Regions from separate parts of the Sus scrofa genome. Here region 1 is linked to region 2. The links are chromatin contacts, called in public HiChIP or PLAC-seq maps. All regions are on one chromosome and are shown on one strand. The core of a region is the stretch at or near the end of the contact, and the rest is flanking DNA. Distances in the headings are between cores, read along the strand shown. Region 1 holds the start of FGFBP3 (fibroblast growth factor binding protein 3). Region 2 holds the start of TNKS2 (tankyrase-2).

Region 1 (5,114 bases), core at 1,761-4,260, 120 kb before region 2:
TTTATATTCATAGCAGCATTATTCACAAGAGCCAAAAGGTGGAAGCAACCCAAGTAACTGTCAGCCAACAAACACAGAAACAAAATGTGAAATATACATACAATGGAATATTCAGCCTTAAACAGGAAGGAAATTTTGACACATGATTCAATATAGATGAATCTTGAGGACATTATACTAAGTAAAATAAGCTAGTCACAAAAGAACTATGATTCCACTTTCATGAGGTACCTAGAATAGTCACTTCATGGAGACAGAAAGAGTTGCCAGAGGGAGAAAGAAGGGAGGAACAAGGAGTTATTGTTTACTCAATGCAGAGTTTCAGTTTTGGAAGATGAAAAAAGTTCTGGCGCTGGATGGTTGGTGATGGTTTTACAGCACCGTGAATGTACTTAACGTCACTGAACTGTACACCTGCAAATGGTTAAAATGGTAAAACACTTATGTTCTGTATATTTTACCGTAATTTATAAAAAGTAACTACTTCTGGTAAGAAGTTACCCCTTTATGATATGGCATAGCACATACTTATGCCCTTATTTTTGTTCTGGGGGCAATGTTTCTGACAGAAATCATAGTCTCTGGAATACCTCTCTTAATAATTATGACATTTTGATAAAACGAACAAAAACCTTTTTCATTGTAATTAGTGAAGAATGTCACAAGATGTCGCTCTTTAGCTGAAATACTATTCCAGTTTGGTTCAGTAGCTGATAACTAATAATGCCAGAGCATCAGATAAAAGCCTGTAAATAGTCAGTGCTTTGCTGATATAAATACAGTTTTCTGGTGAAGAGAAGTGTTCCATCTATTAAATGTATTAATAAACTACTCTGTTTATGAAACATATTAATATTTCTTAACTTCACCAGCACAAATTGTTTTTCAGTATAAATTGGTGTTATTAAGACATAACTAACTTTGAAATTGATGGCAATGAAATACAAAGTTGAAATGTAAAGATCATCAATCACTGGGAGTCAGACGGCTTGTGTGTGACCTTGGGTAAATCCTTTAATCTGATTTCACTAGAGTGGTAGAGATGTCTTTTTTTAGGTCAATATTTTTTTAGGTCTACTGTATATTTAATCTGTGCCAAAACACATTTAAATACATTCTAACTCTAAAATATTTTGGATTTTTTTTTCTTTTTAGGGCCGCACTTGCGGCATATGGAGGTTCCCAGGCTAGGGGTCCAATCGGAGCTACACCTGCCGGCCTATACCGCAGCCATAGCAACGCAGGATCCGAGCTCCATCTGAGACCTGCACCACAGCTCACAAGCAACGCCGGATCTTTAACCCACTGAGCAATGCCAGGGTACTTAGTCGCATGGTACTTAGTCGCATTCGTTTCCCCTGCACCACCACGGGAATTCCTAAAATATTTTGATTTTTATAGTAGTAGTCAAATTGTAACTGTAGGAATGCAATACCAATGGGAGTTTAGTAGTAGAAAATACTGTCCACAAAAAGACATTAGGAAATGTAATGAGACTTCTTGACATCCTGGGAAGTATTTTAGGAAAATACTTATATGTATAAAACAATTAGAAGTATAAACTCTTGACATAAAGAAATCACATTTATTACTGAGAACTTTTTTTTTTTTTTTTTTTTTTTTTTTTTTTTTTTTTTTTTGCTTTTTAGGGCCGCACACATGGCATACAGAGGTTCCCAGGCTAGGGGTCTAATCGGAGTTGTAGCCACAGGCCTATGCCACAGCCACAGCAACGTGGGATTCCAGCGGCATCTGCGACCTACACCACAGCTCACAGCAAGGCCAGATCCTTAACCCACTGAGCGAGACCAGGGATGGAACCGGCAACCTAATGGTTCCTAGTCAAATTCGTTTCCACTGTGTCATGGCGAGAATGCCACTGAGAACATTTTTAAAAAGATAATGTACTATCCCAAAGTGTAAAAAATAGCTTTGTTTAAACGTAAAATACTCAAGATTCAAGAACACATTAATTTTGACTGAAAGACTGTTTGAATTGATAATATTACCTTGCATTATAATCAAAAGAATTTCTTAAACTTCTGATTTATATAAGAAATTTATAAATGACTTAGAATACTTAAAAATAATCAAAAGACCAAATGCTCACCCCTGGGTGAAGTGCTGGACAGTACAATGAGTCTATAAACTGAGATATTATATTTATGTTAGTAGTAACAGTTATTAGGATGATTAGGATAAGACAGTTGGAAAATAAAGAACTCGGCGGGTGAAAATAAAGAATTCAAATGATAAAAAAATAGTGTCAATTGACAATTGTTTTCTTTCATTTAAGGTTGTCTAACTCTTAAAACAGATCTTTCTGTTTAACTTTTATTTTCAGATGATTAAAATATGTAAAAGGAAGGAAAAGAACGATTTGCTAAAATTCATGTGATTATTTTAAAGACTGGAAGAAAAAAGATATATATTTCATGTTACATCGCTCCTTCGTGTGTGTGTGTGTGTGTGTGTGTGTGTGTGTGTGTGTGTGGCGTGATGGTGGGAAATCTCCCAGTAAGAGAGAAGTCTGGGAGGGGCATAGAGGGGGAGGCCCCTTCTATCCTGTTGATAACACATTCATTCACTGGGAGCCGGCTAAAACAGACTAATCCTTCATGCAGTTATTCCTTCCACATTAATAAGACCCCGCCACCTTCCCCAGAACTAGGTAAGTTCAAAGTGCAGTAAAAGTGCATTTACCCAAAGAATAATCTGAAATGATTATGTAGATAATTTATTAGAGGATGGAGAAGGGACGGGGTGGAGGAAGGTGTGGAGGTGGTAATTACCAGGCATCGCTTTGCTACCGTATTTGCATAGGGGAGAAAACCTCAACGTGTAAACGGTTTCAAAAAGATTAGACAGTAATTGACTTTTTCCCAGGAAAACTTTTCAGAGGGACCCGTCGTATGGTGCTGCTGCCCAATGGAAACCAGCGCCCAGAAGTCTGGGGAAGGGGACTGGCAGGTGCATGTGTTGGACTTAGGGCTGCGCCCGGCTCAGTCATTAGCAGTTTGTGCCTCTGTCCCCAGGTCCAAGGGATGCTGCTCTCCTGGCCCTGTTACCACTGAAGTGCCCAGGGTTCCCTGGAGAGCCGACTTGCGCGCAGGCACAACGAGCCATGGGTCTTCTGAGGCTTCGAAGGTCGCTCTCGCTTCTGCTGCTGCTGGGTGGCTGCCTTCTCGCAGCTGCCAGGAGAGACCAGAGGGCTGCCGCCAGCACCGCCGAGTCTGCCCCGGGCCCTGCGGGCGGCTCCTCCGGCCGTTTCGTCAGCCCCGAGAGGCACGCGTGCAGCTGGCAGCTCTTGCAGCCCGCCCCAGGGCCCTCAGCGGGCAGCGAGCTGGCGCTGCGCTGCCAGGCTCCGGACGGGGCGCACCACCAGTGCGCCTACCGCGGCGAGCCGTGGCGCTGCGCCGCCTACGCTGCCCGCAGCTCGCTGTACTGGAAGCAGGTGCTGGGCGGGCTACGGAGGAAGCCGCGGCCCTGCCACGACCTCTCGCCTCTCAAGGCTCGCCTGTGCGCGGGCAAGAAGGGCCATGGCGCCGAGTTGCGCCTAGTGCCCCACGAATCCGCACCGGCTGACCCCATCGCCTCGGGTTTCCCCCGGGATTCCAAGCTCCCGGCCAGGAGCCGGGGGCGACCCCGGGAGCCAGCTCCCGGCCCAGGCGCCAGGGCCCCGCCTCCTCCGAGCGCGCCGCCCATAGGGAAGCCCTCGGAGAAGAAGACCAAGTGGGGCAAGAGGAAGGCGGCCTTGGACCCAGAAGAGGAGCAGACCCTGGGGACCTGGCCCGATCCCGACGGGCTGGACGAGAACGCGAAGCTCACGGAGACCTACTGTGCTGAGAAGTGGCACTCCCTCTGCAATTTCTTTGTCAATTTCTGGAATGGCTGAGGTTGCAGGCCTGGGAAGGGGCTGGGGGGGAAAGGGGGGATAGAGAAGACAGGAAAGGGGGGGAGTATGTGCGCAGCGGGTAAGCAGAAGCCAAGGACCTCCTAGGCCCAGAGATATCGGATAGAGAGCAGGGAGGAGTCCAGGTTCTAGAATGGGGCTGGGGGGGAGGGTGGAAATAGTGAGGCCTGGGATGAAAGTATGGAGGACCTCTGAGACAGTTAAAAATTATTAAGAGAGGTTAAAAATTATTACGTCTCGACTCTGATTAAGAGCAGAAGAAATACTGGAAACAGAAGTAGGCGTATCTTAAATGTAGGCATAGCTTAAATGTGCAGCCTCAGCAAAACACGGAGAGGGGAGGGTACAGAGAAGCTAAAAAAAAAAAAGGAAAGACTGACTTAAATGATGTTACTCATATGGGAAGCAGGATACAATGTTTAACACATATTAAAATGTAATCAAGAACAACTGATAACCTGAGCCATGTTGTATCTTCAGGGTCTTCTCACCTAATCAGCTGACAAGATCACCAATTTATTTTTCTCTTTCAGAATTAGTATGAACTTGGGTGCTGTCTGGTGTCACGGATGATTTCCATAGGGATAGAAGCCATTTGGAGCTCAAAACTGACTCAGTGAAAAGATTTTTCAGGATAATTGCCTTTGAATTCTTTCAGAAGTGCTGCTTTTACACAGAGTGATGGCTGGTGTTCTGAAACTTTCCCATTAACATTCCAAATTCAGAGGTGAATTATAGAAGTGCTCCAGTAGGTTTTAAAAAGACAATTATCTTTATATTTGATCGTATTTTTTGAAACAGCTAAAATGTAAGAATAGATCTCAGAGTCAGTTGGACCATTATAAAGTTGTATCTGTTTCATGTAATTAATTGCTAACGTATCTCATTTTAAATAAGATGTGATGATAGACTTTGCATACGTTACGTGCTCAATAAAATGGTTAAAGAATCGACGGGACAATGGAAAAATTATTTTTCACTTTTGACCACCCTAGGGCATCAGGAGTTCCCTGGCCAGGGATCAGATCAGAGCTGCAGCCGAAACTCTGCAGGGTTAGAAATCTAACCTGTGTCCCAGAGCTCCCAGGACACTGCCAATCCCATAGGGCCACAGTGGGAACGCCAGGACAATGGAAATTTTGACTGCATTTGATCTAGTTCTGAGTGTACCTTGAAGGAAGTTCCAAAACACATCTTGAAT
Region 2 (5,575 bases), core at 2,214-4,713:
ACTCCTTTTACTGAACTTAGTATTTGTTTGTTTGTTTTTTTAGCCACCCTCATGGCATATGTAAGTTGGCAGGCAAGGTACTGAATCTGAGCCACAGCTGCTGCAACTTGGAATCCTTTAACCCACTGCTCTAGGCCAGGGATTGAACCTGCACCTCTGCAGCCACCCAAGCTGCTGCAGTCGGATTCTTAACCCACTGCACCACAGCAGAAACTTGCTGAACTAAATATTTTAGATGAAAGGACAAACCAAGTTTTTTTCTAAACTGTTATATCACAATTCATTTTCCTTGGTCTGCACAGATCTCTCATTTCTATTCCTTAGAAATCAACGCAAAAACCCCATATAAGTGATTTAAACCCCCAAAGCCCAAGGCTATCCCTCCCTGCCTCTCTTTGAGCCCACCTGTGCTTTCTCTGCACATACATTCTCTCCTAATAAATGCTTTACTTGCTTCACTAAAACCAAACTTAAAACAAAATCATGTCTAGCCTACCCCCATAAAACCTACAAATTTAATTAGCAGAAAAAAAAAAAAAAAGAAAAAGAGTTTCCCACTCCCACACTTACCCTATAATGTACAAACATAAAAAACTGCTTGGTCAGGCAGCTACGCAGTCCCACCTACACTGAGCTTCCAAAGACATGCTGCACATTAGCATGACTGATAACTCACCACCTACAAAGAGTTTATAAAATGTATTCTCCATATATTAAGAGAAAATGCAGCTGGATGTATGTACGTATTTATTTGCTGTGCCCATGGCATGTGGGAGTTCCTGGGGACAGGGATGGAACCTGCACCACAGCAATGACCCAAGCTGCAGCAGTGACAACGCTGAATCTTTAACGGCTAGGCCTCTAGGGAACTCCTTTAATTTTACTTAAAAATTAAAACAGGTTCTTTCTCATTAATCGAACTACTAACTTAAATTTATAAGACTAATTTTTTAAAAAAGTATCTATCTAGATTTAAATGCAAGGCTTTAAAGCTCAGGTTTAATGCAGGCCATCAGTAATTTTTTTATTTTGTTACTTTCATACCTTAAATTCTTTTAATTTTTTTTTTTTTTTTTTTTTTGTCTTTTTGTCTTTTTGTCTTTTCTGGGGCTGCACCTGTGGCATATGGAGGTTCCCAGGCTAGGGATCGACTCAGAGCTGTAGCCTCCGGCCTACACCACAACCACAGCAATGGCAGATCTGAGCTGCGTCTGTAACCTACACCACAGCTCAAGGCAATGACGGATCCCCAACCCACTGAGCAAGGCCAGGGATTGAACCTGCAACCTCATGGTTCCTGGTCGTATTCGTTAACCACTGAGCCACAACGGGAACTCCTATACCATAAATTCTTAATCTTTTAACCTGTATGTGGTAAATTATGATGGGTGAGTTGGTTCCTAAAATAAAATTCTCCTTTTCAGTCTGACCAAACTACATGAAATCTACATTAAAAAGTACTTTGAAATGCTGGGACAGAACTGAGGGTGGGAAGGTTGGGAGGAACAAGGTCAATCAGAAGCTAATCCATAACCTTAAACCTCCAAATATTACTATTTTCAGAGATGAACTCACTAATACAACAAATTCTTGAAAGGTAGCAACTAAGATCTTCCTTGGTTATTTTTATCCCACAGATCAAGTGAACAGAATCTAAGTAACACTACCCTTTGGATTACGTATCAGTTGGGTATGAAAGTTTGCCAAATCAGTTGTTTAAATGTTGACTACATGGACAAAAACGACAATCCAAATTAGCTGAGGAAAGGCAGCACTGATCACCAAAATTTTAGGCAAAATGGTGAAAAAGGAGATTTGATTTTAGAATTCTTCCCCATTCCCTTTCTGCTGCCTACAGTCTTGTTTCTACTTCTCCCACCAATGGCCTCCTAAATCTTCTCCCTTAAAAGGCTTCTCAGTGGGAGCCCAACAATGTCTGTGAATACGGAAATCTTTCCTTCTCTGCACATCATTCCTACTCCAAAAAACAGTGCTTTAAAACATATAGTTCTGCTTTTTCAAAAAATTATTTTAAACAAGCATGTAATACCCAAAATGAAAAACCAGGACTAACGGAAGTATGACACTCTATTCCCACTTTTAATCGTGCATGGCTCCCTTGAGGATAATCACGATCTTTCCTCAAAAAGAAAAGCATAAATGCCTTGTAGAAATGAGCTGTTTCATCTTTAATTTTTTAATTTTTCAATTAAATTTAAAAAGCTTATATTACAAAGTGAACCTAGCAAAAATTAAAATAAAGTACTTCAAACAATCTAAATCTCAGAATGAGGCGAGGCTAGTACCAATTTAAATTCTAAATCCAAGCTAGAGAACCTGCACCGTCTTTCCTCTCATTCTACTTTCCACCCTAAGTTGAGTCTGGCAGGGACTACCCAATCGCACCCAGCCTAAGTCAGATCTCAGTTCTCCCAAACTTGACTATTTCCAGTTCTAGTCTCTCTAGAAACTTGCTACCCTGATAAACTCATTAAGGGTAATGTGTCAATGGTCAATTAAGCTACTCTTCTTGAATTACACTCCTGCGTTTTATAAAAGCCTTTAAGATTGTATATCAAAGGATTGTTAAGTGTTACAGTGGAACGTGCAAGAACGATAGATTTTACAGTTAACTGGCCTTTAAAATCACAAGGTCTATTACATCTCTTACTCTGTGTGTACAAGGCCTTTCAGGTTAGTAAGACCGGAAGTTGGTACAGGTATTGTCGATACAAAACAAAACAAAGCAAAAACAAAAACAAAACTTCCAGTGAGTTCAGCACGCTCGCCCCTACTCCCCTACCCCCATTTCCTCAGTTCCCATTCGACAACATCGAGATGAATGGGACCGGGGTCCTATGGGAAAGGCCGGGGTCAGAGGAGCATTATGTCTGCTTTGGGGCCTGCGAGCCTGGGTGCGCAGGTGGGGTCTGGGGCGAGTCGAGGCGGCAATGGCCTGGGTTACCTGCGGCGAAGTGGAGCGGCGTGGACTTCCTGCCCGCCGTGTCGCGGCTGTTCACCTTCTCGGGCGTAACTAGTCTCTTGACTCGCTCCACGTCCCCGTTGCGGCACGCTTCGAACAGCTCGCGGGCGGCCGGCTCCACCGCCTCGGTCGCCGCGCCCGCGCAGGCCGCGCCCCCGCCGGCGCAGCGGCGGCCCGACATGATCCTGGCCGCCGCCGCCACCAGCAGCAGCGCCAGCAGCGGCAGCAGGAGCCCCGGCCCCGCGAGCAGGAGGGCGAGGGCCCCGGGAGGAGAGGAGCTCAGGGCCCGGGCCGCTTGACTCCCTGCTGTCACCGGGCTCGACTCAGTCCCATGGCCGCGCTGCCGCGCACCCCTCGCCCAGCCCCACGACCCCTGGCTGCCCTGAGACGGCGGAGGCACAGCGAACCCGCCGTTTGAGACACTAAGCGACGCGACGGCGGAAGCTGGCAAGGCCCCTCCTGCCAGCTCTGCTGAGCCCGGGAGCGCACGTGACGTCGTGCCGCGCGTGCGCAGTGGCGGCAGAGCGGCCGGCTGGGTTTCGGAGAGCCAGGCCGCGCGGAGGGGCTTGTGGGAAATGTGAGGCGAGAGCCTCCGGCCGCGGGAGAAGAAGGGGCTTCGTCCCACCGCCATCTTTGTGGTGGCTTTTGATGGAGTCGAACAATTCTGCTTATTGTCTCTGTTTAAAGAATGGATTTCCTGGTCTGAATTTCCTTACTGCTACAACACTGGAAAGAACTCTCGAAAGTTTTCTCTCCGATCTTACATATTATTTTGGACTTGTTATGAGGAAATGTTCCATTTTTTTCAGCTTCCACAATCACTTTCTCCTTGAGGGTTTCTTTTCTGGTTTGGTTTGTTTTTGTGCTCCCCCAACCCCCACCTCCCCAACCTTCTCCCTGCCCCGGCAACTGCTATTTTGTTGTTTTTTGTGAGCCACTTCTCGGAAATGAATGACTTGCTTGATGGGAAGTTTGGATGAACCGCCCCCAGATCGTTTAGGAAATTAGGAAAGCGATGAAAGTTTGTTCCAAGTATAAATTAATAACGGAGAGGCATTGCTCAGATTAATTACTTTTCCCTTAGTTATTAGCTCGGGACTAATTGAAGGGCCCATCATAAATCAATATTATGTTGATTTGGCTGAGGTGTGCTTATCCTGGGTATACACATTGCTGACAGTTTAATGAATTGTGATTTTTTTTTTTTTTTTTTTACTATGGAAGCAAGAAAAGCACATTATTAATTCTCACGCCTAAGGTACTGATGCAGCTGTTCATGATCATCCCGTACTCTATACCTTAGTCTTAGGAAACTTTTAAAAGAAAGATAGGAGTTCCCGTCGTGGCGCAGTGGTTAACAAATCCGACTAGGAACCATGAGGTTGCGGTTCGGTCCCTGCCCTTGCTCAGTGGGTTAACGATCCGGCGTTGCCGTGAGCTGTGGTGTGGGTTGCAGACGCGGCTCGGATCCTGTGTTGCTGTGGCTCTGGCGTAGGCCAGTGGCTGCAGCTCCAATTCGACCCCTAGCCTGGGAACCTCCATATGCCGCGGGAGTGGCCCAAAGAAATAGCAAAAAGACAAAAAAAAAAAAAAAAAAAAAGAAAGATAATGCAAACGTAAAGGGATACATATTGACCTTTGCAATGCAGGCAAGCATATTCCCCCTCCCCTGAATTTCTTAACCTCTTTTTCGGCAAATTCAGTTTTTGCTTGGGAATGTGCTCAAATTTACAATGCTGCCATTTGGTTTCTTTCCAATTTTTTGTTATGAACAAGAGTGCTATGAATATTCCTATGCATTCTTCTGGTGCACATGTACAAGTATTTAAAATGAGAGGCAGACATTTTGACCACTGCCTATAGTATAAGAAATGCATTTTGTGGAGTTCCCGTCGTGGCGCAGTGGTTAATGAATCCCACTAGGAACCATGAGGTTGCGGGTTCGGTCCCTGCCCTTGCTCAGTGGGTTAGCGATCCGGCGTTGCCGGGAGCTGTGGTGTAGGTTGCAGACGCGGCTCGGATCCCGCGTTGCTGTGGCTCTGGCGTAGGCCGGTGGCTACAGCTCCGATTCAACCCCTAGCCTGGGAACCTCCATATGCCGCGGGAGCGGCCCAAGAAATAGCAACAACAACAAAAGAAAGACAAAAAAAAAAAAAAAAAAAAAAAGAAATGCATTTTGTGTCTTCAGCCAGTAAACATACTTATACATAAAACAAAAGTGTCATCAAATAATAAAACAATATTCATTTCTTCAATGTTTAGAAAAATGCTAGTTATGACTTTCAGTTAATGGATTACAGAACTCACAAATGAGTGGTAACACAAGTTTTGAAAAACACTGAGGAAATGGACTATCCAGGGGTGGGATCACTGAGTCACAAGGAATGAATGTTCACTTTACAAGGTAAAGCCAAATTGTTTTTCAAAGAGATTGTTTAAAATAGACACACTAGCTGAGTTTAGGAGTCTTAAAAAAAACTCTGTCCTCATCAATGCTGGATACTGTCTGATTAATTTTTTCCAACATATGGAGTGTAAATGGTATCTCAAGGAGGTCTTAGTCCTCATTTTAAAAAGTATCAAATTTCTAAA

The links. HiChIP or PLAC-seq counts read pairs in DNA pulled down with a chosen protein or histone mark.
Region 1: a contact with region 2 is called in an H3K27ac HiChIP or PLAC-seq map of alveolar macrophages. The contact joins the promoter of FGFBP3 here to the promoter of TNKS2 in region 2. A contact is called at or near these places in 3 of 5 promoter capture datasets (fetal liver and liver), 12 of 47 Hi-C or Micro-C datasets (alveolar macrophages, embryonic fibroblasts, fetal heart ventricle and 8 more) and 2 of 2 datasets of contacts at active chromatin or transcription factors (alveolar macrophages and skeletal muscle).

Annotation. Positions count from the first base shown.
Region 1 is chr14:103,515,537-103,520,650 of Sscrofa11.1, reverse strand. It overlaps FGFBP3 (fibroblast growth factor binding protein 3), which reads left to right and starts at 3,010. Exons shown (of 2, transcript NM_001258356.1): 1 at 3,010-3,896; 2 at 4,447-4,863. The coding sequence starts at 3,125. The coding sequence ends at 3,895.
Region 2 is chr14:103,394,312-103,399,886 of Sscrofa11.1, reverse strand. TNKS2 (tankyrase-2) reads right to left here and starts at 3,463. Exons shown (of 27, transcript XM_001926556.7): 1 at 2,966-3,463. The coding sequence starts at 3,164.